Regions from separate parts of the Mus musculus genome. Here all the other regions are linked to region 3. The links are chromatin contacts, called in public Hi-C and HiChIP or PLAC-seq maps. All regions are on one chromosome and are shown on one strand. Each heading gives the region's core, a stretch centred on a gene start, on an enhancer-like site or on the middle of the called end of the contact. The rest is flanking DNA. Distances are from core to core; before and after follow the strand shown. Region 1 overlaps Erc1 (ELKS/RAB6-interacting/CAST family member 1). Region 2 overlaps Erc1 (ELKS/RAB6-interacting/CAST family member 1). Region 3 holds the start of Wnt5b (wingless-type MMTV integration site family, member 5B).

Region 1 (4,748 bases), core at 1,797-4,296, 170 kb before region 3:
TCTTTTTCTTGCTGTTTAGTTCTCATTTTCGAGTATTAACCCTTGTCAGATATATAGTTGGGAAAATTTACTCTCTTCTGTAAGTGTTGCTTTGTTATTTTGATTATTTGCTGTAAAGCCAAGAATGTTATTATCTGAGGTAATCACAGTTGTTTGATTTTGTTTCTGTTGCCATCACTTTTTGGTTTTATTTTTAAAAGCAGAACCCAAACCCCACTATCCCCAACCCACTGTCATGAAACACCCCCTGCCCCCAGTTTCTTAGTTTTGTTTTCTTCTTCTTTCTTCCTCTCTCGTCTTTTTTGAGACTGTGTCTCACACTGTAGTTCAAGATGGCCTTGATCTCATGGACAACCTCCTGCCTCAGCCTTACGAGTGCTGTTGTGTAGGTAGGAGTTACCATGCCTGGTTTTAGCTTCAGTTCTTTAGTTCATTTGAGTTAACAGATACTAAGAGATAAGGGCTTGCTTTTATTCTTCTTTGTATCAACATATAGGCAACCTTGTTACTCATTTTCATATTTGAATACAAAACTCAAGTATCAAATATAGTACTGTGTTCCAAATCCTTTGGTTTGCATTCCCCCATCCCCTTAATAAATCAAAAAGAAAATGCTTAGAATAGTCTGAGAAATCCATGGTTCCATTCTTGGCTTTTTCTTTTATCTTTCCTACTGCTATACTGTCCTTGAGATCCTTAAGACTAATAAGAGTTTTGCTACATAGATGAAAAGTAACATTACAAACTCCTACTAGAGTGTATTACTTGCTTAACTAAATTGCTCATTCATATTCAAACCAGTGGTATTCATAGGTATATGTATACATATGTGTGTGTTTCTAGTTTTTTCAGGAGAAGGCAAAGTCTCACTTTATTCAAATGTTAGTAAGCATGTTCCTTTTTGAAAAGAAATGTTTCAGAAATTGTCTTTATGAAGCTCGAGTCTGTCATCTAGTTGTGACTTTCAAAGGGAGATAGTCTTGTGGTATTGACTCTAAGTACAGACTCCATCAGAGCTGGCTTTCAGCCCAGTTTAAGTGGTAGGTTTTAAAAATAGCTTTGTATTTTTAAATAGTTAACCTCTTATTGCTTATGCCATCTAACACCAGCACTTCCTTCTCTCTGTTGCAGAGAGCAAACCCATCATGTCTGCCTCGCTTCACTAACTTTATCCTATGCTCTTAATAACAGACTTCAGCTTCCTTTATTTCTCTTCTTCCCTTGTTTAATTCTTTACTCTATGGAGGAATCTTTCTGGCCTCAGTTTGCTTCTGAATAGAAGGATGTTTAATGATAGCTCTTCCTTGATGGGTAGGCACTCCTTGAGGTAACTGAGTAACCTACTTCACCGGGTCTTCATCGTTTTCCAGGACAGTCTCCGTAAGAAGGATGACAGGATTGAAGAGCTGGAAGAAGCACTGAGAGAAAGTGTACAGATAACTGCAGAGCGTGAAATGGTGCTGGCACAAGAGGAATCAGCCAGGACCAATGCTGAGAAACAGGTCTGCGATTTTATGTAGCTACTAGCAATGCTGCTGGGTAAACACAAGGTAAAGCCAGTGCAGTTTCAGGTGACTGTTAGAACTGCTTCAGAACTGCTGCTGCAGAACTACTTCATCAAGTGGTAATGGTTAGACTTTCAGAGTGACTAAAATATAACTGTGCAAGGATCGGCTCATGGTAACGTGAGGTCTCTGCAGTAATCATTTAGGAATGCTTCATATATATTCATGTAGTAAAAGCTAGTGAAGTGTGACTGACAAAACATGCAACATGTATGTTCTTTACATGACTGCAAAACCCCAGCTTGGATGTGAATGAGAACATAAACATGTCTCAATTAGAAAATACTTTATTTTATATCATTTTTCAAGGAGCCTTTGCAGTTGTAGAGGTGATAGCAGCTCTGATCAGCATGTGTATAGGTGCGGTGGCACTCCACTGCCACACGGCCCTTGAGAGGTTCTGCTATTGCTGGCCATGGCCTTTGTTTCACTTGCTTCCACTTCTCTCCCAGGTCTCTGTATGCTTGCTTTTGACTCTATTAGATGAAGAATAAGTGAAGATGGGAGCTGTAAATTGAAGGAACAGTTTTAGTAAATGAACGCCGTAATCTTGGTTTACAGCTTGAAAATTTGACTTGAGGTTTTAAATCCACCTACCACAGATACCATAATACTTAATTTTTGTAGCACCCTATTCCTTGTAGCCCTTGTTTATGTGAGAGAATGATAAATACTATCTAGGTGTCTTAGGTTTCAATTTCTATGATAAAACACAATAACTAAAAGTAGCTTGGGTAAGAAAGGGTTTATTTCCGTTTGCATCCCAGTCCATCAGTGAGGGACTGCAGGTCAGGAACTCAGATGGGGTAGGGATCTGGAGGCAGGAGGCCCCTCCATGCAGGGGCCTGGAGGAGTGCTGCTTACTAGCTTCCATTCAGCTGGCTTGCTCAGCCTGCTTTGTTATATATAGCACCCCAGGTTCAAATGCCCAGGTGGCTGGGGCCTTCAATATCAAATAAGGAAATGCAAATTGGACTGATTTTCTGTTGAGGGTTACTCTTCTCAGGTGACTTAGCACATGTCAAATGGCCACACACCTAGTCCAAGACACTAGGTAAGTTCAGTGGCATAGATGTAGGAATCCCATGGGCTAGCCTCCCTCCTGAGAAGCTGCTGTTACTGGGAACTAAGGAAATCAAACTGTAAAAGAAGTGCCCACTTCAGGGCATATATACTATAGTAGGTACCTCATAGAGTCCATTTATAGCTGTGGTAGCTCAGTCATAGTCTTTAGTGCTGTTGTGTCCCTGAGTGTCTGACAGTATTTATAAGATTGGCTATATCAATGCCTGGAGCATATAAGTTTATAATTGTCCTAACTTTTTGACTGATCACTTTATTCATAATTAATGGCATTGTCTCTTTATTAATTTTGACTTGATGCCATCTCTTAGAAGCGTCTGACTTAGTTAGGGTTACTGTCTAGTGAGCCCCAGCATTCAGATCGTCTGACTCCTCCCAGCTTTGTTTTGCACCCCAGTTCTTGTGGTGAAGCTCAGATCCCTAGGCTAGCACTGCAGGTGCTCTGAGCATCCCAGCCCCGCCCTCTTCTCTTTGACTTTGTGTTAATGCCTTCCACCTGCAACTTTTGTCCAGCTAGCCTGACGTGCATGTTAGTAAGATCATATTCCACCTCTATGAACTAAACTTTATTTACTCCCTAGATATGTGATTCATTACTTGAAATATGATTTACAAAATGTACAGCTTAATCTTAAAACAAGGTACTGACAGTTACCGGTTATCTTTTGTCTGCCAACTCCCGAGATAAGTGCTTTGTTCACCCTATTGTTTAATCATCTAAACAGCACATCTGGGCAGAAAAACGAGCCTTTGTACTCACTGGTCCTCTCGTAGAACAGTACAGAATAGTTTCATTTCTTAGAGTACTAGATCTCTCTACTTGAAGCAGCATCCCTATTTGTAACAGTAGGATGTAGCCTACTTCTCTAGAACTTCTGTGACCTTTCAGGTCTGAGGCATGTGTCTTTATAGAGCTTTTGAATATTTCCTTTCACTTACCTCTGTTTTGTAACCTGTTATTCTTAGCTATTTATGTAATGTATAATAGGTATATTACTTGAAAATACACCCACTAATTTCTCTAGTAGAATATGAACTCCCTGGGCGCAGGAGGTATGTCTGTGTACTGTTATGGCTTTGGCAGTGACAACCTCCTGGGAAAACAGTGGCATTAAGTGAGCATCTAAGTGACATAATTCTATTTCATTAGTGAGGGAATGAGTGGAGTTTCAGCCTGACCTCTGACTGCATGCCTGAGGACTGCAGTCACTCTAGTAACTAAACATCCTGGAGGATAGTAATATTTCTATGATTTTGCAATAGTTATCAAAGCAGTATTTTAGAATATTGTATTCTCTGATTCAGCTAGTTTTTTATGCTGCATTTACTAAAGCTCTTCATCTGAACAGAATATCATAATTTCAGTTATATACTTAAATTCTTAGAATAGCTATTTTCAAGTAGTTTACATTCCTTAGTTCTTGATTTTTAAAAGATTATAGCTGGAAAGCACAAATAAAACCTACAAATCAATATTATCTTTACTCTAAGAGTAGGAAAGTATATGTCTCAACATCCTAGCCCCCTGTTGCTTGCTATTTTAGCTAAGGAAAGCTAGCATGCAAGACTCAGGTAACAGCTGGTTCTCAGTGGAAATAGGAAGTGGTTTGTAAAACACAAGTATGTATGAATTCAGAACTTTCAGAGCATTATAATGTCATGTAATATAGTGTTCATTAAATGAAAATCTTTTGGTAAATTGATTTTATTTCCTTTTGGATAATACTTCTGTCCTTTGTAAATAAGTTTGACATTAGGAGTTTCAATATTTGTCTCATCTTTTCCTGCCTTAGAAATAGGTTTTTAATGTTTTAAAGACTAGTTTTTTTATTGTGTGCTTAATAGGCTACATTCAAGTTTTTAAAAATTCTTTACATTTATTAATTTTGTATGGGGAAGAATACATATGAAAGCATACACGTGAAGGGCCTAGGACCTTTCTTCATTCTTGGGTTATCATACATTAAATTCCATCCTTGCATGCATTTTTTTTCTTTAAGCAAGGTTCTGAATAAAAGTGAAATGACTCATTTGAAACTATCTTGCATTTTGTTTAAAATCATTCTTAGTTTTCTTTCTCCTCTTTTCTCTTCTCTCCTT
Region 2 (4,523 bases), core at 6-2,505, 190 kb before region 3:
GATGGAATCATTGGGACTCCCACAGCCTTAGGTAGCCCCACCCTTTAGCACCCCTACTCCCCTAACTACACTCTGCCTATAGCTTTCCTCAGTCTAAGTCTCACAATCCTGGCATCTTAGATGTCTTGGAGTCTCCATTCTAACTTGCTTCCTACCTATATAGCTTCCTCCTTTGTCCTTTTAAGGTCCTTCTGCAGGCAGTCCAACTCTGCTGTATACTGTCCATCCTCAGTGTTTCTCTGGCATCTTAGTGCAAGCCTCTAGGACACTACCTCACTTGAATTTTGTTTGCCTGGAAGCCACATGGACAGTGATGCCAAGTTCTGCTGCACGGACAATGTGTAGCTCATCCATGGCTCTAACGCTTCTGTGTTTTGGCAGCTGAGCCTGGGAAACCATTTCCCTAGGTAGCTGTTATTCAGTCCTTTTATTTCCACTCTCAGTTCAGTCTCCTCCTTCAAATGAATGCATTTTTGCAAGCTCTGGAGCCTTAGATAGTGAGGTCTTATCCTCAGGGAACCTTTCCTATTGTTTAGGTATGAATTTGAGGTTTTTTCCTTAGGTGCATTAATCACTTTAATAATTGCACCTACTTCCTCCACTCTCATCTTGTCTGTAACTTTGAACTCACTTATGTTTCTTTCCTTGCCTAAGTGCATATATTTAAGAAATATATTCCCATATATTTTTGCTCTGTTTTACTGTAAATATGAGGAAATCAGTCTATATTTTATGTGATCTTGAAATTTCTGGCAAACAGCTTAGTCCATTACTTTTGAATTCACTCTCACTTTAGTGTATATGACATGGTGGAACACAAGAAATTTATTTTTGCCAGAATATGAGTGGGTTAAAGCCCACTCTTTGATAGTCGTAATTTCCCCCTGAAACCTTTTCTGCCAGGCCTTTACTGTTTGCATTTCTATTGGCATCTGGGTCTTCCAAACTCTTACCAGAATGGCCCATTAATCTTGGCTTACATTCTGGGACCCCGCTAAGCATCCTGCTTCAAACTCTCCCACATTACTCTCACAAGTCAGCTCCAAACGCTAAAGCACCACATGGTCAGGTTTATTACATCAACAGCCCCACGCCTTGGTAGCAATTTACTGTATCAGTTACTTAGCTGTGGTAACCAGATTTCTTACAAGAAGCAATTTAAAGGAAGAAGGATTTATTTTGGCTCCTGGTTTGAGAGTGTAGTTCATCATGGTGGGAAGGCATTGTGGTGGAAATGAGAGGCAGTTGGTTCCAATGTGTCTGCCTTTAGGAGGAAGAGAGAGATGAATGCTCTGCTTTTGATTCTTAAAGTAAAAATTAGGTCATGAAAACAATCATGGTGACATTGGGCACTATAAATCTTAACTGCGGAGGAAGTAGTACTGACTTCCCTCACACTGACTACTTTTCAGAAAAAGAAACCTGCCTATTATCAAAGGCAGTGATGACTCAGAACATTTGTTCATGGAGGGCTGTTAAACATGGCTATTTTGTAGGTCTTAATGCTGGACAATGTTGCAAATAGGATTTTTTAAATAGAGCCATTCTTGTTCATTATTGTTGTTAGATTGTTTTTACTTACTCAAAGACTTTAGCAGATTTGAAATGATTAATATGAGTTATGATTAAGGAAAGTTTGACTTTGAGAATTTTTTTTTCAAATTCTTTTAAGGATATTAGTTTTATAATCTAAGAAGAACAGGAGCTGTCAGTCTTGGGGTTTTTCCCCCATTTTGGTGACCCAAGTCCTCTTCATGAAATAGGATGTTGAGGGAGAAACCAGACTTAAGGGGGAGTGTAAAAAACTCAACTGACTGAATGCTGATGTCTCATATAAAACCTCTAATGGCAGTGCCAGCAAGCCGGCTCAGCTGGTAAAGGTACTTGCCACCAACCCTGATAACCTGAGTTTGATCCTCGGAAACCCACATGGTAGAATGAGAATAGACTCCTACAAGTTGTCCTGTGACTTTCATACACATGTCATAGCATGTTTACATATGCCTACACACATACATACAAAATAATTACATGAATTTAAAAGCCAACCCACAACTAATTCCAGTTTTAGCTGTTTAAATGACAGAATTGACAATATCCATCCCCATTTAAGAAATTTGCTCTCCTTTCCCCAAGAAATGGTCAATGTTGGACAAACGTTTTAAAAGAGTTTTCATCAAAGTATTAAACTCTAATAGGAAATGTATCCGTTGCGATCTCAAATTCTAATTTCTAGCTCCTGTGAAGAATCTGCATGCCCCCGTCCTCTTTACTCCGTGTTTTAGCCTTACCCCATTCATAAACGTTAGCATTTTTAAGTATTGTCCTTATTAATTCTTTCTAACTTTCTCTTTCACGTTTTCTTCCTGGATTTGCTGTTCTCTTCAGTCTCACCTCAAGGTCAGTATGCTTGCTAAAAATGTACAATTACAAAGAGAATGTAATTGAGGCTCATTTACTAACCTTATTTTCCATTCCAATAAGGACTAAAATGATAGAATGTATTTCAGGAAAGTGATGCCCATATCTAGTTCTGAGCATACAAAATGTCAAGAAAGTAAGCTTTGCATAGCAGCAAATGCAAACTTTTGTTCTTTGGAAGATATGAGAATGTTCAGGATGCAGGACTGAGTGGGGTTTTACTGAAAGAACTGAAGATGTAAGGAGCCACCAGGGGATAGATAGCACGGGAGAGCTTGTTCATCTTGATAGCACTTTACTAGCAGTGCCTTGGGTAAGAACTTAAGCAGGGTGAAAGGAATAATAATGATGTAAATTGAAGTAAAAAAGTATGATAGAGTTAAAATATAAGCTTGTTTATGTCATATACATTACCTAGCAATTTTCTTGTCATAATAATTAAGTGATATGTTGTTCTTATTTATGAAAGTGCCCATCTCTTGATACTTAGTGGCTAGCAGTAGGCAGGGGAGGTTGTTATTCTCATGGGGAAGTAGGCACAAAGAAATGATTGCCCTGGGTTCAGGCAGCCAAATAACAATATTTAGCTGTGACCTTTTGCTTTAGGTTTGATTTTTCCCAGACAGGGTATTTAAGTAGGTAACCCATATTGGTTTTACATTTCTGATCTTCCTGTCTCTTTATGTTATATGAACTACAGATTGAAAAGTAATCCTAGATTATTTGGGCTTTCATAGGCTTCTGATGTGTAAGTTTTGCTCTATAAAATTGGGATGATTATCACATGTAAAGATTAAATGAGTTACTCTAAGTAGCACTAGAGCGTAGGGCACAGGGAAAATGGTCTTGTTTTCTTGGCATTTTCTCACAAGTACTTAGACTTCCCACAAGACTACATTCTTGGATTATGTTCCAAAATCAACCCAATTGCTTTTTATTTCACTTTGATATTTGATTTGTTGTCAGCTTTCTTCACTGTTGTTTGCTTCTGTCCTCTGTTAGTAGTAGAGATCATAACCTGAAGGAAAACTACCCATTGAGTGGGGGAAATAAACTTGTAAAAACCTTCCTATCTCTTCACATAATAAAATAGAAACACAAAAACAGTGGAAAAGCAAGCTAGTAGAAAGCTCCCAACGCCTGTAGCTCCTCAGTGGCTGCAACCAAAGATAATAAAATAGTGGGATCCCAAAGAATTCAAAATACCACAGCTAGAAATTTAAAGAAGATTCAAAAAGCAAATGAATGAGGTAAGGAAATATATTTGGTATCTACAAGAACACCAGTGGTATGGATGAGAAATTGAAAAACATAGTGAGAAAATTGAGATTTTCAAAAAAGAGAATGGAAAAAAGAACTAAATAAAAAATGCAGTGGAAAGTTTTATCAGCATACAGTGTCATGTTGAGAAAAATATCAGTATTAGAACACAAGACAATAGCAGCCAAGAACTTTGGGCCATGAATAAGAAAGCAACCAAATGAATCCATTTGCTAGAAAAGTAAACTGAGAAAAAAAATTGAGGCATAGAATAAACATTTAGTTAAATAATATGAGAAGATTTTTACATTGAGGGAAAAATACAGACATAAGATATTTAGAGCCTCAGGTACACACAACCAGAAGAAAACCATGCCAGGAGATGCCCTAGTTAAATGTGAAAACTGCAGAGCAAGGGAAGTTATTGAAAGCTTCCAGAGAAAAGCACAATTCATGTACAAAGACAAATTCACTGGGATAATTTCAGAGTTTCCAACAGAAACCCTAAAAGCTAGGAAGGCATAAAATTCTGTTCTTTAAATCCTGAAAATAATTGTCAGACAAAATTATATATTTGCTAAATACATATCTTTTAATTGATGGAGAGATAAAGACTTTTCAAGATGAGCAGAAATGAAAGCAATTAATGATCACAAAACTAGCACTATAAAAAGTACTTAAAGGAATTCTATACACAAGAGGAAGAAAGGGGAGAGAGTCGCAGCTCTAGAATACAGCAGTAAATAAGTCTGGTGAGAGGACTAGAGTAGCAAATAAGAACTAGAAAAGAATCAAACATATCCATCTAAGTAAACCAGTATTCACCTAAGGTAAACCTCCTT
Region 3 (4,594 bases), core at 682-3,181:
TGTGTAGTCCATGCCGATGACAAACTTCTTGTCCTTCCTTCTTTTTCTTTATTATTTTATATTATTATTTGGTTGTTTTGAGACAGGGTCTCACTCTGTAGTGCGTCTGGTCATCATGGCAAGGCTGGAGGTGGCTGGCTACATTACATCTGTGGTCAAGAAGTGGACAGCGATAGATACTCATGTCCAACTGGCTATCTCCTACTCATTCCATCATTTAGTGGGCATCTTTCCCCTCAACTAACCAGCCTAGAAAAATCATCCAAAGACATGCCCAGAAATTTGTCTCCAAGGCAATACTAGATCCTGCCAGATTGCCAATCAATCTAAAGCAGACCTTCTTGCCAGCCTCTGGAGCACAGGTTCTGTATAGACCTCGCTAGCTCACGGCCCAGGCTATGCAGCCTGCTCATGATATGCATCTTAGCTGAGCAAGGGCTTCCCACAGGGCCACTATCTGATGTATCTTGGACAAAGGAGGGAAGGAGGGATGTGCTGGCTGCTGGCTGAGTTGCTTCTCTCACGCTGTCAGCGAGGGGCAGGCAGAGCAAAATGACCCTGGGCGAGCATGAGCATTCTAGGGGTCCACCTCCCCACATCCTGTTTCTCTAGACTTTAAACTTCCGGATGGTGAGAGCTCACGGATTGAACCCCAGGCAGCATTCAGGTTTTGTTCCCAGGTGGCCTTCTGGAGTGATTACAACCTCCAGGTTTTCCCTGAAACTTCCACAAAGCCAGAAGCCCAGAACGAATGATTCACTAGAGGGAAATACTGGAGCCAATTATAAACTGACAAAGCCAACTCAGAGATTTTGTGCTTGTTTTAGATGGCTCTCCCCTTGTCCCATGTGTCCCCAAGGATAAAGCCCTTGAACTGGACTCCCTGAGAGGGCAGGGTCCTATAATTATCATAAGGCATTGATTTACTGGCTGGACCAGATCTTGTAAACCACGCTCACTTCCAAGTGAGAAAAGTCCCGGAGTACCTGGGCTGCTGCCACCCCAATTCCAAGAGCCTTTCTTTCCAATTAAGGGATCATTTGATGAAAATATCCCTTAACTCTTCCTATTGTGACCCCTGAGAACAACAGCTCCTTACACCTCCTCAGTGTGATGAGTTCCTTGTCTTTTTAATGCCCAGAAGGGGGATTCTGTCCCCTTCTTTGGTTTCTAGGTCAAAAGTACAGTGTCTTTGATTATTACTGCTGGTTCCTTCCCCTCACCGAACTGAATTTCGAGGGAATTTCTTTAGCAGGGTGACAAACTCACAACCTGCAGAATGGATTCAGATCATGTGCTCGTGGTGGGCACCATGTAACCAGGATCTGGAACAGGGTTCTGCCACCAGCTGGAGGCCTGGACTCCCCAAAGCCTCTTCTAATTCCTTTCACCTTTTCCGGTTCCTTGGGCAGCTCACTGTGGTGTTCTGTGAGGAAACAGACTAACAGACTATAGGAACCGCCATAAAAGTGTTTAAATTCTGCCCTGAGCTAAGGCCAAACACTGGCCTCTAGTGACCTTTGCAGGCTACTAACGGTAGGGTCCTTTTATGTGCCTCATGTTTATCCGGAGACTAACTGGGCCCTAAGTCCTGACAGAAGCCTTTCCCGCTAGAACAATCCAGGCATCAGAGTCCCAGTCTGAGACCTGCCTGTGTGGGTCCGGACCGGGGTTTGCAGAGTGGAAATAGCTCCCGGGTCGCTTCGCAGCTCCGGACTCCAAAGGGTGTCACCAAAAGGTGAGTCACGCGTCCGCGCTCCACGTCCACGCGCGGTTGCAGTGCTCTGTCCCCGCAGAGTCTGCGGGACAGTGGGCGCGGAGGGGCGCGGAAGGCAGGTGCGGGGGCCGGTCCGGCTCCGGGGAGGAGCCCTCCGGAGCTGGGCGTCGCGCGCGGCCGCGGGCTGCGGGGGGCGGGGAGGCGGCGCGGGGCGGGGCGGGGCGCAGGCGGCGGAGCCCCGGGATCGCGCGCCCCGCGCCGGCGCTGCACTCGAGCCGTGGCCGCCAACGGTGCCGCTAAGTCGGGGCCGAAACTTCTCGGGGTCCCGCGCTCCAGGCCGGTGGCGCTAGCGGCGCCTGAAGGGACGGTGGGGACAACGCGTCTCCCCGGACCCCGAGACCGCGCAGCCTGCGGCCGAGTCGGAGCTCCGGGCGCCCAGCGCCCATCAGGGCGGACCGGGCACTCCGGGCGGGCAGGCTCCGGCCGCGGATGAGGAGTGCGGGGCGGCTGCGCGAGCGGCCCGCGCGCTGAGCCGAGGCTGCCCCGTCCCGTGGACGACCCGACGCCGCAGCCCCCGCAGGTAAGCTCGGGAGTCGGCCCCGCGCCGGCCGAGGGCGCTGTGTGGCCAGGTGGCGGGAAAGGGGCGCGCGGCGACGGGCTCCGCGGGCCGTTGCGAACAAAGCTGGGGCCGCGCGCGGGTGCCTGGCGCGGGCAGGTGGGGCGCGAGCGTCCAGGGGCTCTGCGCTCGTACGGCGCCTGGCCCGGAGCGGGACTGGCCCCCGGGGCGCTGCGCGTCGCCTCCGCGAAGCGGGGAACCCGGAGCTGCTCCGCTTTTCCTGGCTCGCCGGGGCCCAGCTGCAGTTTTGCGCGCGACGAACGGCGCGGAGTGTCTCCGACAGGTACTGCGAAGGGATGACTTTAGCCCAAGTTCCTGTCCCAGGCCACCGCGGGTCACACACTGGAGACGTGGTGCTGTCTGGTTCTCGACTGCTCCTCTGCATCTCTCTGTCCATCCTCGCGGGGCGCCTCAGAGGGTATCTGGCCCAACACTCTGGTCAGACCCAACTTTCTTGGGTATTTGCATCCTCACAAGTCATTGTTGAACACTGCTCACTTTGCTTCTAGAACGATCGGTTCTGTTTTGCAGGCAGAGAAACTGAAGTGGCTCAAGCCCAGGGTGAGTTGCACAGTGAATCGATGGAGGAGGAAACGTTTGTCCCCATAACCAAGGTCCCTTTTCAATGCTTTTGCACTGCCAGGCCACGTTGGCAAAGCTTTCAGCAGCTGCCACCTTGAGCAGTTTCAGCCTGGTACCTGGAAGAAAAAAAGACCCAGGGTCAAGTTAGCAGTCTCCTCAACTACTCAGGCCACCTCAGAGAAAGGCTCCCATTTGCCAGAACTTTGGTGTTCTGGCTGTCAATATAGGAACAGAGATAGCAAGCAAGCAGGGGCTCACTCCTTGCCAGAGATCAGCACTTAGGCAGGTCCATGTGGACATATTAGGGTTTCTCTTTTGTGACTGGCCAGACAGCACAGGCCCGAGTAGTAGGTACACTCCCAGAAAGCTGGACCATCTTCCCCTGAGCCACTGTTCCTGCGTGGATTCATTCCGGAGGAGAGCCTGCCTATTTATCAAAGATGAGGCCCTGATCTCAGGCCCAGGCTGGAGATGGCCCTGATCTCAGGTCCAGCAGCCACAGGCCTGACCTAGTAAAAACCCCACCTTGGTGCAAGGCTGGGTGGGGAAGGCTGCAGGATGGTTTCCTTTTATTTCAAAATAGTATCACATCTCTCTTTGACACATGATTGGTAGCTATAACTAGCAAGGAGGAGGGGCAAAAAACAATGCCCAGAGACACTGGGGGCCAGTGTCCTGAGGAGGAAGGCAGCGTTGTGTCTTCATAAGATGTTGAAGGGCAGGTGCCCAAGAAGGGAATTGTACGGGAAGCCAGGGCTCCTAACCAACAAGCGCAGGTGGCAGACACCATGAGCGGCTGTGACAGACATCGTCTTTGAGCTTTTTGTTGTTGTTTCACATCGTTTCCTAGTGTGATCACTCTGTAGACCAGACTAACCTCAAACTCAGAGATCCGCCTGCCTCTGCCTCCCGAGTGCTGGGATTAGAGTGCGCCACCACACCCAACCCTCTTTACCTTTGTTGCCCCTCCACGCTTCTTTCCTTAAAGACTGCGGGAGGACCTGTGACACAGTGGACACAGTGTGGCGATCTCCTTGCCAAAGGAGCTCATCCAGGCTTGGAAGAGCTGGCCCGTTCCCATCTGTGGAACTCCTGCTTTCCTAGGCTTCTATACTCTGAGTATTTAGGTGTGTGAGAGATGGTGTTTTCTTAAGGTGTCTTGAACCTCCTACCTCTACAGTCCGGATGTAATTGTGCCACCTTGCAGAGCATCTTATTGGTCGGAAATGATCCTTTCCTTAGTTTTCTGTCTAGAAAGCATAAAAGTTTAAGGGTCAGGCTAGAATGTAGCTCAGTGGTTGGAGTGTGTGGTTACTGTGTGTTTCAGGCCCTGGGTGCCATCCCAGGTGTGTAGGCAGGGGCGCGCACACACATTGCGCACATACACAATATTTCCGAAATTGCTGGGAGACATATACTGTGAAAGGAAAAAAAAATCTTGGGTTGCTCTCCTCCTCTGTATTTTACCCTTCTCTTAGCCCTAGTGGCAACTGAAAGACTTTGTTTGTTTGCGATGCCCAGGCTGGAACTCTGGGCATTGAGCTTGCCAGTCAGTAATCAGTGTCTGAGCTCATTCCTAGCCCAAACAGGGTTTTAAAAAAGAATTTTGTTGTTTGTTCTTGTTGAAAGGGGCAGAGGCCAGGCTGGTGTGTTCTGACTCTCACTTCTAAGATGGCTCT

Evidence for each region. A called contact is a pair of places that touch in the nucleus more often than the background predicts. HiChIP or PLAC-seq counts read pairs in DNA pulled down with a chosen protein or histone mark.
Region 1: a contact with region 3 is called in an H3K27ac HiChIP or PLAC-seq map of double positive thymocytes, with 6 read pairs. The contact joins the enhancer-like site here to the promoter of Wnt5b in region 3. A contact is called at or near these places in 7 of 39 promoter capture datasets (3T3-L1-derived adipocytes, cranial neural crest, embryonic stem cells and 4 more), 2 of 15 datasets of contacts at CTCF or cohesin (large pre-B cells and pro-B cells), 8 of 484 Hi-C or Micro-C datasets (the HL-1 cell line, cerebral cortex, cortical glia and 4 more), 9 of 115 datasets of contacts at active chromatin or transcription factors (the 230-238 cell line, double positive thymocytes, embryonic stem cells and 4 more) and 4 of 9 other capture datasets (adipose tissue, embryonic stem cells, liver and 1 more).
Region 2: a contact with region 3 is called in a Hi-C map of nephron progenitors, with 2.1 times the contacts expected there. The contact joins the enhancer-like site here to the promoter of Wnt5b in region 3. A contact is called at or near these places in 15 of 39 promoter capture datasets (the 3T3-L1 cell line, 3T3-L1-derived adipocytes, the HPC-7 cell line and 9 more), 1 of 15 datasets of contacts at CTCF or cohesin (large pre-B cells), 2 of 484 Hi-C or Micro-C datasets (cerebral cortex and nephron progenitors), 3 of 115 datasets of contacts at active chromatin or transcription factors (the 230-238 cell line and embryonic stem cells) and 3 of 9 other capture datasets (adipose tissue, liver and pancreatic islet).

The regions. Positions count from the first base shown.
Region 1 is chr6:119,710,434-119,715,181 of GRCm38.p6, reverse strand. It overlaps Erc1 (ELKS/RAB6-interacting/CAST family member 1), which reads left to right. Exons shown (of 21, transcript NM_053204.2): 16 at 1,371-1,502. Among named protein-coding and RNA genes, the nearest start is that of Erc1, 140 kb to the left of the region's middle. Within about 2 kb of position 3,046, at least 20 of the 459 cell types and tissues checked have an H3K27ac peak or open chromatin away from gene starts, as enhancers often do. A contact at or near this core is called in adipose tissue and double positive thymocytes, where this site is marked.
Region 2 is chr6:119,731,958-119,736,480 of GRCm38.p6, reverse strand. Erc1 (ELKS/RAB6-interacting/CAST family member 1) reads left to right here. Exons shown (of 21, transcript NM_053204.2): 14 at 2,389-2,400. Among named protein-coding and RNA genes, the nearest start is that of Erc1, 110 kb to the left of the region's middle. Within about 2 kb of position 1,255, at least 10 of the 459 cell types and tissues checked have an H3K27ac peak or open chromatin away from gene starts, as enhancers often do. A contact at or near this core is called in nephron progenitors, where this site is marked.
Region 3 is chr6:119,541,684-119,546,277 of GRCm38.p6, reverse strand. Wnt5b (wingless-type MMTV integration site family, member 5B) reads left to right here and starts at 1,931. Exons shown (of 5, transcript NM_009525.3): 1 at 1,931-2,297. It overlaps Gm52875, which reads right to left. Exons shown (of 2, transcript XM_030255703.1): 2 at 1,931-3,031. The coding sequence starts at 2,730. The coding sequence ends at 2,014.